2 separate regions of the Canis lupus genome follow, and region 2 is linked to region 1. Evidence: chromatin contacts called from public Hi-C data. All regions are on one chromosome and are shown on one strand. The core of a region is the stretch at or near the end of the contact, and the rest is flanking DNA. Distances in the headings are between cores, read along the strand shown.

Region 1 (4,951 bases), core at 1,639-4,138:
GGATGAAACCATCAAAATTATGAACTTTTACCCTTTAAGACATCATTAAAAATTATACCACAGACCGAGAAAAAATATTCATAAAACAAATATCTGACAAATAACTTTTTTCCTGAATATATAAATAACTTACAACGACATGGTAACAAAACAAATAATCCAATTAACCCACGAGCAAGGATTTTAAGGGACATTTCAGTAACAGAATGATGCACAAGGGGTAGAAGGCAGGTGAGAAGACCCGGGCAGAGATCATCACTGGAGAAGCAGAGGAAAACCATAAAGCCAGGTTATTGCTCAGTCACCAGAAGGCCTGGTGTTCCAGAGTGAGGCCACATGGACTTTGGGCAAAGATTGAGGACACCAAAGCTTTAGGTGCTTCTGGTGGGAGCAGAAAACCATTTTGGAAAGCAGTTCAGCAAATTCATAAAATAAGAAACTTCCACCTACCTTATGACCCAGTCATTTTACTCTTGGAATTAGTATATTTGAAACACAAACTTGTGAGGACGAATGCTGGAAGCACCATTTATTTGCAGTCCACCACGCTCTCCTGGAGCAGGTGCTGGTGGAGGACCTCACCAACCCTTTCCCGCTCAGCTCATAGGGACCCCAGGACCCAAAACACCATGTAAGCCAAAGGAAGTCAGAGATACGGTGATGGCTGCCAAGGCAGGGATGCTGGCAGAAGGACTCTAGGGACACGGGAGACCTTGGAAAGGACAGGACTGGTGGCATTGTAGTTGTGGTGAGGTCTTCACATGTATACAAAGGTCAAGACTGATCAAAATAGCACCTTAGCAAAAAAAAAAAAAAAAAATAGCACCTTAGCTATGTGCAAGACGTTAGAGCTGTAGGGGCTTGCAAGAAACAGAAACTGGTAAACATCCTGTCCCAGGACTACCTCAGATAAAAGTAGGAAAGGAAGCTCTCCAAGTGGGAAAACCCAAAGCAACCCTGGAGGTGAGCACAGATGCTCAGGAGGGAAGGAAGAGTTCCAGAAAGAGTTCACCTACAGGAACAGCAGCTAGTTAAAACAGCTGTCATCAGCAGTGTGAGCTTCATAAGGGTTGTGGAAGCAAAATCTTACAACACTAGTGTACTCAATGGAGCTATTGCTGGGGATTTCTTGCATTTCCCGGAAAATATTAAAAGTACTAATTTAAATGTTAACTGTCTAGGAATCCATATTGTAGTTTTTAGGATAACTGTTAAAATAATAATAAAAGAATATTAACTAAAAATACAATAAAAGTGAAAACTTGGCTGATGAAAATAATTGATTTATCTGAAGTAAAACAAGAAAGATGGGACAAAGAAACAAAAATGGATGAGATAGAATTGAATAGTAAGATGGTAGACTAAAACACAATTGTACCCTTAGCTGTATTAAATATGAAATGCTGAACAATCCAATGAAAAGATAAAGATTATCTGCATCCATCAAAAAAAAAAAATAAAGAAGTACCCAACAATATGTGGTTTGCAAAAGGCCTATTTTAGATAAGAAGGATTCATACAGGTTGAAAGTACAAGGATGTCAAAGAGGAGCCATGAAAACATTCTCTAAGAGGCAGCTGGTGTGTCTGTATCAGTGAGAGAGAGTTGACTTTAGTAAACGCCAATATATATATCGTATTACTAAAGATAAAAGGGACATTTCATAAAGGAAAAAGGAAGATATGAAACTCATAATTTCATATGCATCTAATAACATTGTTAAACACAGAGAAGAAAAAATTGACATCACTAAGGGAAAAAAGAGGAAATCTGCAGAAGCCAAGGTGAAGATCTGAGAACATCTCCATCAGAGACTGATTGTGTGAATAGATCTAGATCGGGGGAAAAAAATGAAAATAGATTTGCAGGACATAGCTACATCTTCTTAATTTAACACATGTAGTACAGTGCACTCCACAACTGCAGTATAAATTCTTTTTTCAGGTGGTCAAGGGAACATTTAGTAAGATTGCCTGGGCCATAAAGCATGTGATAAGTAAAATCACACAAAGTATGTTTTCCCCCACAATGCAATTCCAGCAGAATCAGCAACAGAAGGCAACTAAACCAATTACACCTCACTCTTCTATATCTTTACTGGATGAAAGAAGCACAGTGGAAATTAGAAAACATTTGTAACTGAAAAATAATCAGAATACAACACATCACAGCTTATGGGTGTAGCTGAGTAGTGCCTAGAGAACACAGTATATATTTAAGTGCATACATTGCAAAAGCTGAAGAGTTGATAATAAAAGATGGAAGCTTTCAGTCCCAGAAGTTAGAAAAAGAACAGCATGTGAATACAGAAATAGAAGGAGGGGAATTATAAACTAAGATGAGAAACAAAATTTTCCTCCTGAGCAGATAGGGGTTTCCAGTGTCAACATTTCCCCAATAAAGGGCAACCGAGCTGTTTTTTGACTCACGTATTCCAGTGCTCTAGGCACTGGTCAAGCTCTGCACACGAGGTGCATAGTCTATTTGGGGAGTTAAGCAGACATATTAATAATTCAATACAAGTACAGGAGAGGAACAGTCCCAGAGATGTGACAGTGTTCAGAAGGCTGGCAATAAGACAAGTCTCACGTGAGCCACCCCACATTCCAACAAGGGTTTTGTGAGGCAGGGTCAGGTAGCAGGTGCAGGGCCTCACTGTGTGTGCCCCCTGGCACCCAGTTGCATGCAGGTGTGATGCCTCCACTCCAGAACTGCAACTCCTTCCTGTTTTCAAAAGCCAGCGCACTATCATGTCATCCTCCTGTTACCACCCCATCCCCCTGCCTCTACCAGGCCCTGGAAGGGAGAGGTGAACACTGCTGCCCTGGGGTGATGTCAAGGTGCAGACACAGACAGGTGGTTCGGATCCAGGGTGCATGGTGGGCCTGCTTCTGTGGCACACTGAGTACCTGGAACCCAGAAGAGGTGGAGAAACCATGGGCTCCAGAGCTCTTCTGAGCCTGAGCACAGGACAGGTGGGTGTTGGGGCAGTGTGCACCCACACGGGGAGCAGCTTATAGGAAAGCAGGACAGAAGCAGGAGGCACAGGGGCTCATTCTTCACACCTGATTGACATCATTCTAAGACGTGCACAGAACATTGTTTTTCTTTTTACATCATTACGCATTAGGTAACAGTCTCAGATGCACCTGCCACACACTTTCATGGCCACTGAGTCCTTAGCATGCGGAGGCAGGTGTGGGGCACAGAGTGGAGGTGCAGGCATGAGCATCACCCCCCCCCCGCCCCCACGCTGAGCCTGCAGCCCTGTAGCGGATCTGAGGTCCCCCCATCCCCCCTCAGCTTGAGCTCGGAGCCCACCACAAGGCCTGCCTGTGCGGCCGCCGAGCATCCAGCCTGCTTCCCAGGGGCCGAGGCCTTCCTCCCCTCTCCTGGGCGGCCACGGCCCGCAGCCAGGGCTAACCGAGCTCCACCACTGTTGTGAAATGCAAAGCCTCGATTTTAGAATGTTTTTCAACATAAAGTCATGGGAATGGAAGTTCAAGCACCAAAACAAAGTTATATAAGAGGAATAATAAATTAAAGATGTCCAGCGGCAGCTGCAGGAGGAAAACAAGCGTTCGCAGGCACCCCTGCCCCCGGCCCGGGGGCCACAGCCTGCCGAGGACTCGTGAGTGGGCCTCCTGGACCTCGCAAATCACGCTGAAGCATTTGGACAAGAGTTTAGATAAGCAGAGAGAATGCACTGTTTGAGCTCATTTTTTCATAACTGGCTCAGCAAACAAAAGAAAAACACTGCAAGCGTCGGCGGCCAAAGCTGTCGTGATGAGGGCAGTGATAACACAGCGTTCCCCCTGGCCTCGGCTCTCGTGACTCAGGGAGGTGGGAGCTCAAAAGAGCTGGGGACCAGCGCCAAGGAATATGTGTTCAATTTTGTCCCCTCCCCTGCTCCAGTCCATGGAACTTATAGCTGCTTCGAAGGGATGACACACTGTAGTTTATGTCTCATGGAATGTCAAGCACTGAGTTTTTCCAGTCCCTGCCCTGACACTGTGGGCTACTTGACTCTGGGCAATCTGCTTTCACAGCCTCTGTTTACTCATTTATTTTTTTAATATATATATATATATGTTTATTTTTTATTGGTGTTCAATTTGCCAACATATAGAATAACACCCAGTGCTCATCCTGTCAAATGCCCACCTCAGTGCCCATTACCCAGTCACCCCCACCCCCCTTCCACCTCCCCTTCCACCACCCCTAGTTCGTTTCCCAGAGTTAGGAGTCTTTCATGTTCTGTCTCCCTTTCTGATATTTCCCACTCATTTTTCTAAAGGGAAATGAACATAGTGTCTCCCTCATAGGAATGGCATGCATATTTATAGAAATAATGTATCACAAACATCTGGGTATGGTGCTTTCGAGTCAGAAGTCTTAATAGACTTAGCTTTCTTGCAGGTTATTGCAGTGTCAGGAATAGCTGGCTACATCACTCTTAAGTTGTAGTTTTATGCAGTACAAGCCAGGATACAGGGACTCAGGAGCATTGGGGTGAGAAGTGGATATTGCCACTTTAAATACAATGATTAAAACTTGGGAATGAAGGTGTCTCTGATGTTTGGTTGTGTTTGGAAAGCCCAAGGAGTGGTCTATGCAGATGCTGGCTAGTCCAGGGAGAGAGGGCAGCTATGTGAGAAGGTGTGGAGGCAAGAGCATACTGGTGTTAAATAGGAAAGAGGACTACTTGGCCAGAGCCAAGATGACAAGGGGCACAATAGCAAACACAGGGCCCCAGCAAACTAAGTAACAAAGATGGCATATACAAAAAAGGGATATGAAGATGTGGTCAGATTCAAGGTAAATCTATGCCAAGATCTGAAGGAGAAAGGACAGACACAGTTACTGAGCCCAGTGAGACCCACGGCTTCTGGTGAGTCATGGGGCATCGGGAGGTCCTGCCAAATCCTGACCAAGAGTAAGGACAACAGCC
Region 2 (5,044 bases), core at 2,220-4,719, 430 kb before region 1:
GCTGTGTTGGAGGGAGGTCCTTGATGCCCCCCTCTGCTTCTGTCCTTCCCTTAGGTCACGACGGGGCAGTGAGCACCGTGTGCTGGAGCCATGACAGCAGGTGGCTGCTGTCTGCTTCCCAGGACGGGACACTGCGGCTGTGGTCACTTCGCAGGGCGGAACTCGCGTTGTGTGTGGTAACGGGTTACTGCTGTCGATCATGGGCAGGGTTTCACAGTGACCAGCCCCGTGACCCCCAGACTGTCAGAATCACAGAGGCACCAGGAGTTTAGGGAATGGGGTGAACCAGAGTTGCTCTAGTGCACCAACAGCAGTTGATGATTGAATATTTTCTTACATGCGTGTCCTGTGCATACATGTGTGACAGCCAGGCACATGCACAAAGAGGGGTGCACTTGTGCACACAGTGACACGTGAGCCTTCTTATATGCTTAGAGGACACCATTTGGAGACAATGGGAGATGCAAGAAGGGAAGATGGTGATGATGTCACAGCCAAGACAGGAAAGGGAGGGCCATTCCCCTGTGAGTCAGATTAGGAGCTGGCCAACTGCAAATTCTAAAAGATGTGTTTAGCACTTTTTTTTCCCTGTGGGTCTTGTTGTAAATGGGGGATGGAATCCCAAGTAGGCTAGCCAGGAAGGGACGTGCATCAGACCTGGGACTTCTGGACCAGGTGTTTGGGAGTGGCTTCAAGGGGACAGATTTGATTTAGGGTCGTTGACACTGTCGTCTTCCATGCGTGATACTGTGGGTTCTGAAATACGAACTGAGAGCAGACCTCTCAGAACCCTACTCCATGGTTACAATTTTGTCTTTAACAAAATCCTTGCTACTTAATATGCTCACTGCCAGGTATCGATTTTCTTTTATTTTAAGGTTTTTAAGTGGCTAGAATTCGAAATACTCATTACAGTGAAGCTTTAATCATGTAACATCTTTCGGAAATAGGAAGAAGAAACAAAATCATGAAGTGTATCTCTACGTTTAGAGCAGACGTGTGGGTTGATATGAAGGAACCTCCCTTGTGGAACTGTGGTGTTTCTTGTTTGCCTCTGTTATGTTGGCAGTAATTATTGATTTGTGTTACAGGGCAAAGATGTGTTTTCCAAGCCTGTCCGATCTGCACAGTTTTATTATGTAGACACTTTTGTGTTGTTGTCTTCTGGTCCTGAACTTCAGCTCCTGAAGTATCACATTGACACTTGCAAGGATGAGATCCAACGGTGCGTAACCTCTGTTTCTTTTCTCTTCCTTGTCGGGGGAGCTGTGTTTCAATACTGGGTCGTATGCAAATAGAATGTTTACATTTAAAAACGTGCAACATCAAATCACCTCATCACAGGCTGCTGACAAGAGCTGAGTGATGGGGTGATGGCTTCCCCCTGTTCAGAGCTTGTCCACAGTGCCGCACGTGGGGGCCGTGAACTGTCGCCTTGGTTGACCACGTATCAGATTGATGTCAAGTGGGACTATTGCTGCCATATTTGTAATGAAGTAAAACATGAACTGTTTCATACACACACACACACGTGCACTAGATACATGTACTAAATACTTGTTCACACCTCCTTTTGCAAGTATTAATGCTGGTTTTGTTCCCAATTTTTTTTGACTTGCATCTTTTTAAATTTAAATTCAATTTGCCAACATATAGAATAATATCCAGTGCTCATCCCATCAAATGCCCTCCTCAGTGCCCGTCACCCAGTCACCCCATCCCCCTGCCTACCTCCCCTTCCACTATCCTTGTTCGTTTCCCAGAGTTAGGGGACTCTTATAGTTTGTCTCCTTCTCTAATTTTTCCCACTCAATTTTTTAAAGAAATGAAAGATTATGGGGTAGTTAGTGTCCTGCTGTCCTGTTCCCATCCTCTCTTTTCCCTGCCTGCTCTTTCTCCGTACCGGGTGAGCATTTCTCTCACCACCATCCGTGAGCACGCTGGGCAGCCAGTCCCCTGCACCATCTTCCTTGTGCTGCAGTTCCATTTATTCCACATCCCTGTCCCCTATTGCACCCTCCACCTGCCAGCCTCAAGTTCATTTTATTTTTTTTTCAGAGTAGATTTTTTTTTAATTTTTAATTTTTATTTTTTTGTATTTTTTTTATTGGAGTTCAATTTGTCAACATATAGCATAACACCCAGTGCTCATCCTGAGTTCACTTTCTATATGAACAATTCACTTTCTGTTCTGTTGTTGTTCTTCTGTTGTTTAGGTTCCACATGTGAATAAGGTCAGAGGCTATTTGTCTTTCTCTGACACACGTCGCTCAGCAGAATGCCCTCTAGGTCCGTCCTTGTTGTACACGGCAGGCCTCATCCTTTTTGATGGTTCCATTGCGCACGCACCACCTCTTTGTCCTTCTGTCCACCGACACATGGGCTGCTTCCAGTCGTGGCTGTTGTAACCTTCCTCAGTTTGAAATTGGAGTGTTTGCTTCCTGTCCGTGGCTTTACATCTGTTAATGCTACACACACCTTCCATAATCATCCAAATATGTTTCTGAGACTGAGCCATGCTTGCAAATGTGACTTCAGTCTGTTCCCGGTGGCTGTTACATGGTTTTACAGGAGGAACGTGCCATGGCTGCTTCACCCATCCTCTTGTTGCCGGAGCTCTGGGTTTTCCTGACTCATCCTGTTCCCTAACCAGTGGCATGCTGGATTTCCTTGTGTGCATCTGGAAGTGGGTGTTTGGGGGTGATTGCACACCCACCTTCTCTGTGCCTGCAGCGAGCTGTGTGCGGTACACACAGCGAGGGCAGAGTCTTGACTTTCTCTGAGGCTGTCTGTCCTGCCTCTTCCTGCAGGGGATGCTGTCCTTCCTTCCTGTAACTCAGTACCTGATTGTGGCAAGTACTTTCCCTGGAAAGAAATACTGTGCCTGCCGACTATTTGCTTCTGGTGTAGCAGCCAAAGCTGGGGTGTGGAGCGGCCTTCATGCCTCATTCCTTTCGTGCTGGCTTATGTGGCCCTTTGCAAACTGTCCGGCCCTCTGGGGGTGTGCGACCTGGGCAGCCACACTTCCTCCGTTTGGGGGATGCCCCATGGAAGCTGCTTGAGAAAGGCCCTTCCCCAGGCCTGCTGCTTGCTTGGGCTGCAGCTGCTTCTCCCATTGGTACCAGTGTCAGCTGGGGGTGGTGACTCTCGGAAACTGGCAAGGCTTCAAATGATGGGACACCGAACGTCACATGGGCCACAGGCACGCACGCCCCTCAGCAAAGCTGTCTGTCTCTCTGGCAGGGCTCTTGGCCCTTCGTGTGGAGCAGAGCCAGAGAGGGTATGCACTCAGCAGCATACCATGCAGCCTCCCCTGCCCTTATTCTCCTTCTGAGCCAAAACTGGCCCGTGGCCCGTTTGCCATGTGAATACCTGTGCCTTCCCTGGTCCACCTCACCCCCACTCCCTGTGATTTCAGCTGTGTGTGGTCCCTTTGCTTACATGATCTGCTGTCTCTGACACACCCCTCCTGGTCTGTGCTGTTCATAGAGCTTTCACACGGCTGCCCCTGTGAAGCAATGGCTTTCTGCCCCATTAACCACCCTGCTGGATGATCTCACGCAGTTTATCAGCAGGAATGTGCGGCAATTTGTGGCATCTTTGTGTCATCACTGAGCTTCACTTCAGACCTCTCCTGTGACTCAGCTCATTTTGTTCCTTGAGTCTTCCCATTCCCCCCAGGACCTGCTCTCTGAGTCATCCCTCTGGATGCCCATCTCTGTGCCTGCATATCATGCCCTAGGCCCCAGGTGAACGTGCAGCGTTCACCTACCTTGGAAGGTCCAGGCTGATGGCCTGCTCATCCTCAGCCTCAGCCTCAGCCGCCCCACAGGCTCAGACTCGGAGCCCTCCCCACAGCTTTGTCCATCACCGGCCTGTGCCTGCTCTGCTCAGCCACCCCGAGGTCTCCCCTGGCCCTGCTTGGGCCAGGATCACTCGTAAGATGGCTAGAAGGTTCTTTCCTTTACTAAAGTATTGTTAGGGATCTTTGAGGACATGTGTTTATTAAACCAATAGTAACTGCTTATGTTATCCTTTAGAAAATATTAAGGGGACACCTGGATGGCTCAGTGGTTGAGCATCTGCCTTCGGCCCAGGGCGTGATCCTAGAGACCCGGGATTGAGTCCCACATTGGGCTCCCTGAATGGAGCCTGCTTCTTCCTCTGCCTGATTCTCTGCCTCTCTCTCTCTCTATCTCTCATGAATAGATAAATAAAACCTTTAAAAAAGAAGATAAAATATTAAGAACATATGTGTAAATGGAAATACAGATAATTTTTATCCAGTTAGATATCATTTAAGTATACGTAATTATTTTAGAATTAGGAGAAAAATTTGCTTTCTCATAGACAGGAATGAATTATTTTGGGCTTTATATGATATATCTTCATGAAGTTTTCCTAAAGGAAAAGTTGAGTTTCCTACAGGAAAATTAAGGTAGCAGACTGGTTCCTTTGATGTTATAAAGTATAATTATTAAGTGATATGAAAACTTTTTTCATATTCAACTTTTTCAAGACAGAATGCTTTGTCATGGGAGGGAAACAAAAAGACGGGTTATCTTTATTTTTCTTTCAGATATAAGCAGAAGAGCAGGTGCAAACGTGTCTTCAGGCTTCCTACGACTGGTAGGACAGAGATTACCAGTTTATCAGCCGTCAACGACTTCTATTCCTGTATCCTTGCCCCTGCCATTGGTGTTTTCACATCCTGGGCACCCTCCTCCCACATGAGCATCTGCTGAAGGCCCCAGCCTCAGGCGACATGCTGAGCACTGGGACTTGGGGAGCTCACGTCTGCTGCAGTAATTGTAGGTGCAGCAATTTCATCTCAAAGGAAAATAGACATTGATGCCGCAGAGCATATGATATATAGCAGGGTGATTTAACTTGGTATCTCTGGTCTGTAGTTTATGCATAGTACTTTTTAGAAATTTAGTACTTTTTAGAGATCAACTGCTATACCTGCTATGGGCCTCCTTCCATTAACTGGAGTTTGCCTCATGTCTGTGGAGGCTGAGAAGTACCTGGGGGATGGGCCCTG

The links. Hi-C and Micro-C count contacts between places; a contact is called where the count stands out from the background.
Region 2: a contact with region 1 is called in a Hi-C map of skin fibroblasts, with 3 times the contacts expected there. The contact joins two enhancer-like sites. A contact is called at or near these places in 2 of 9 Hi-C or Micro-C datasets (amygdala and skin fibroblasts).

What each region holds. Positions count from the first base shown.
Region 1 is chr1:56,795,763-56,800,713 of UU_Cfam_GSD_1.0, reverse strand. No RefSeq gene overlaps it. Among named protein-coding and RNA genes, the nearest start is that of THBS2, 190 kb to the left of the region's middle. Within about 2 kb of position 2,888, at least 2 of the 20 cell types and tissues checked have an H3K27ac peak or open chromatin away from gene starts, as enhancers often do.
Region 2 is chr1:57,230,081-57,235,124 of UU_Cfam_GSD_1.0, reverse strand. WDR27 (WD repeat-containing protein 27) reads left to right here. Exons shown (of 25, transcript XM_038526606.1): 17 at 55-176; 18 at 1,092-1,225; 19 at 4,580-4,677. Among named protein-coding and RNA genes, the nearest start is that of DSE, 110 kb to the left of the region's middle. Within about 2 kb of position 3,469, at least 3 of the 20 cell types and tissues checked have an H3K27ac peak or open chromatin away from gene starts, as enhancers often do.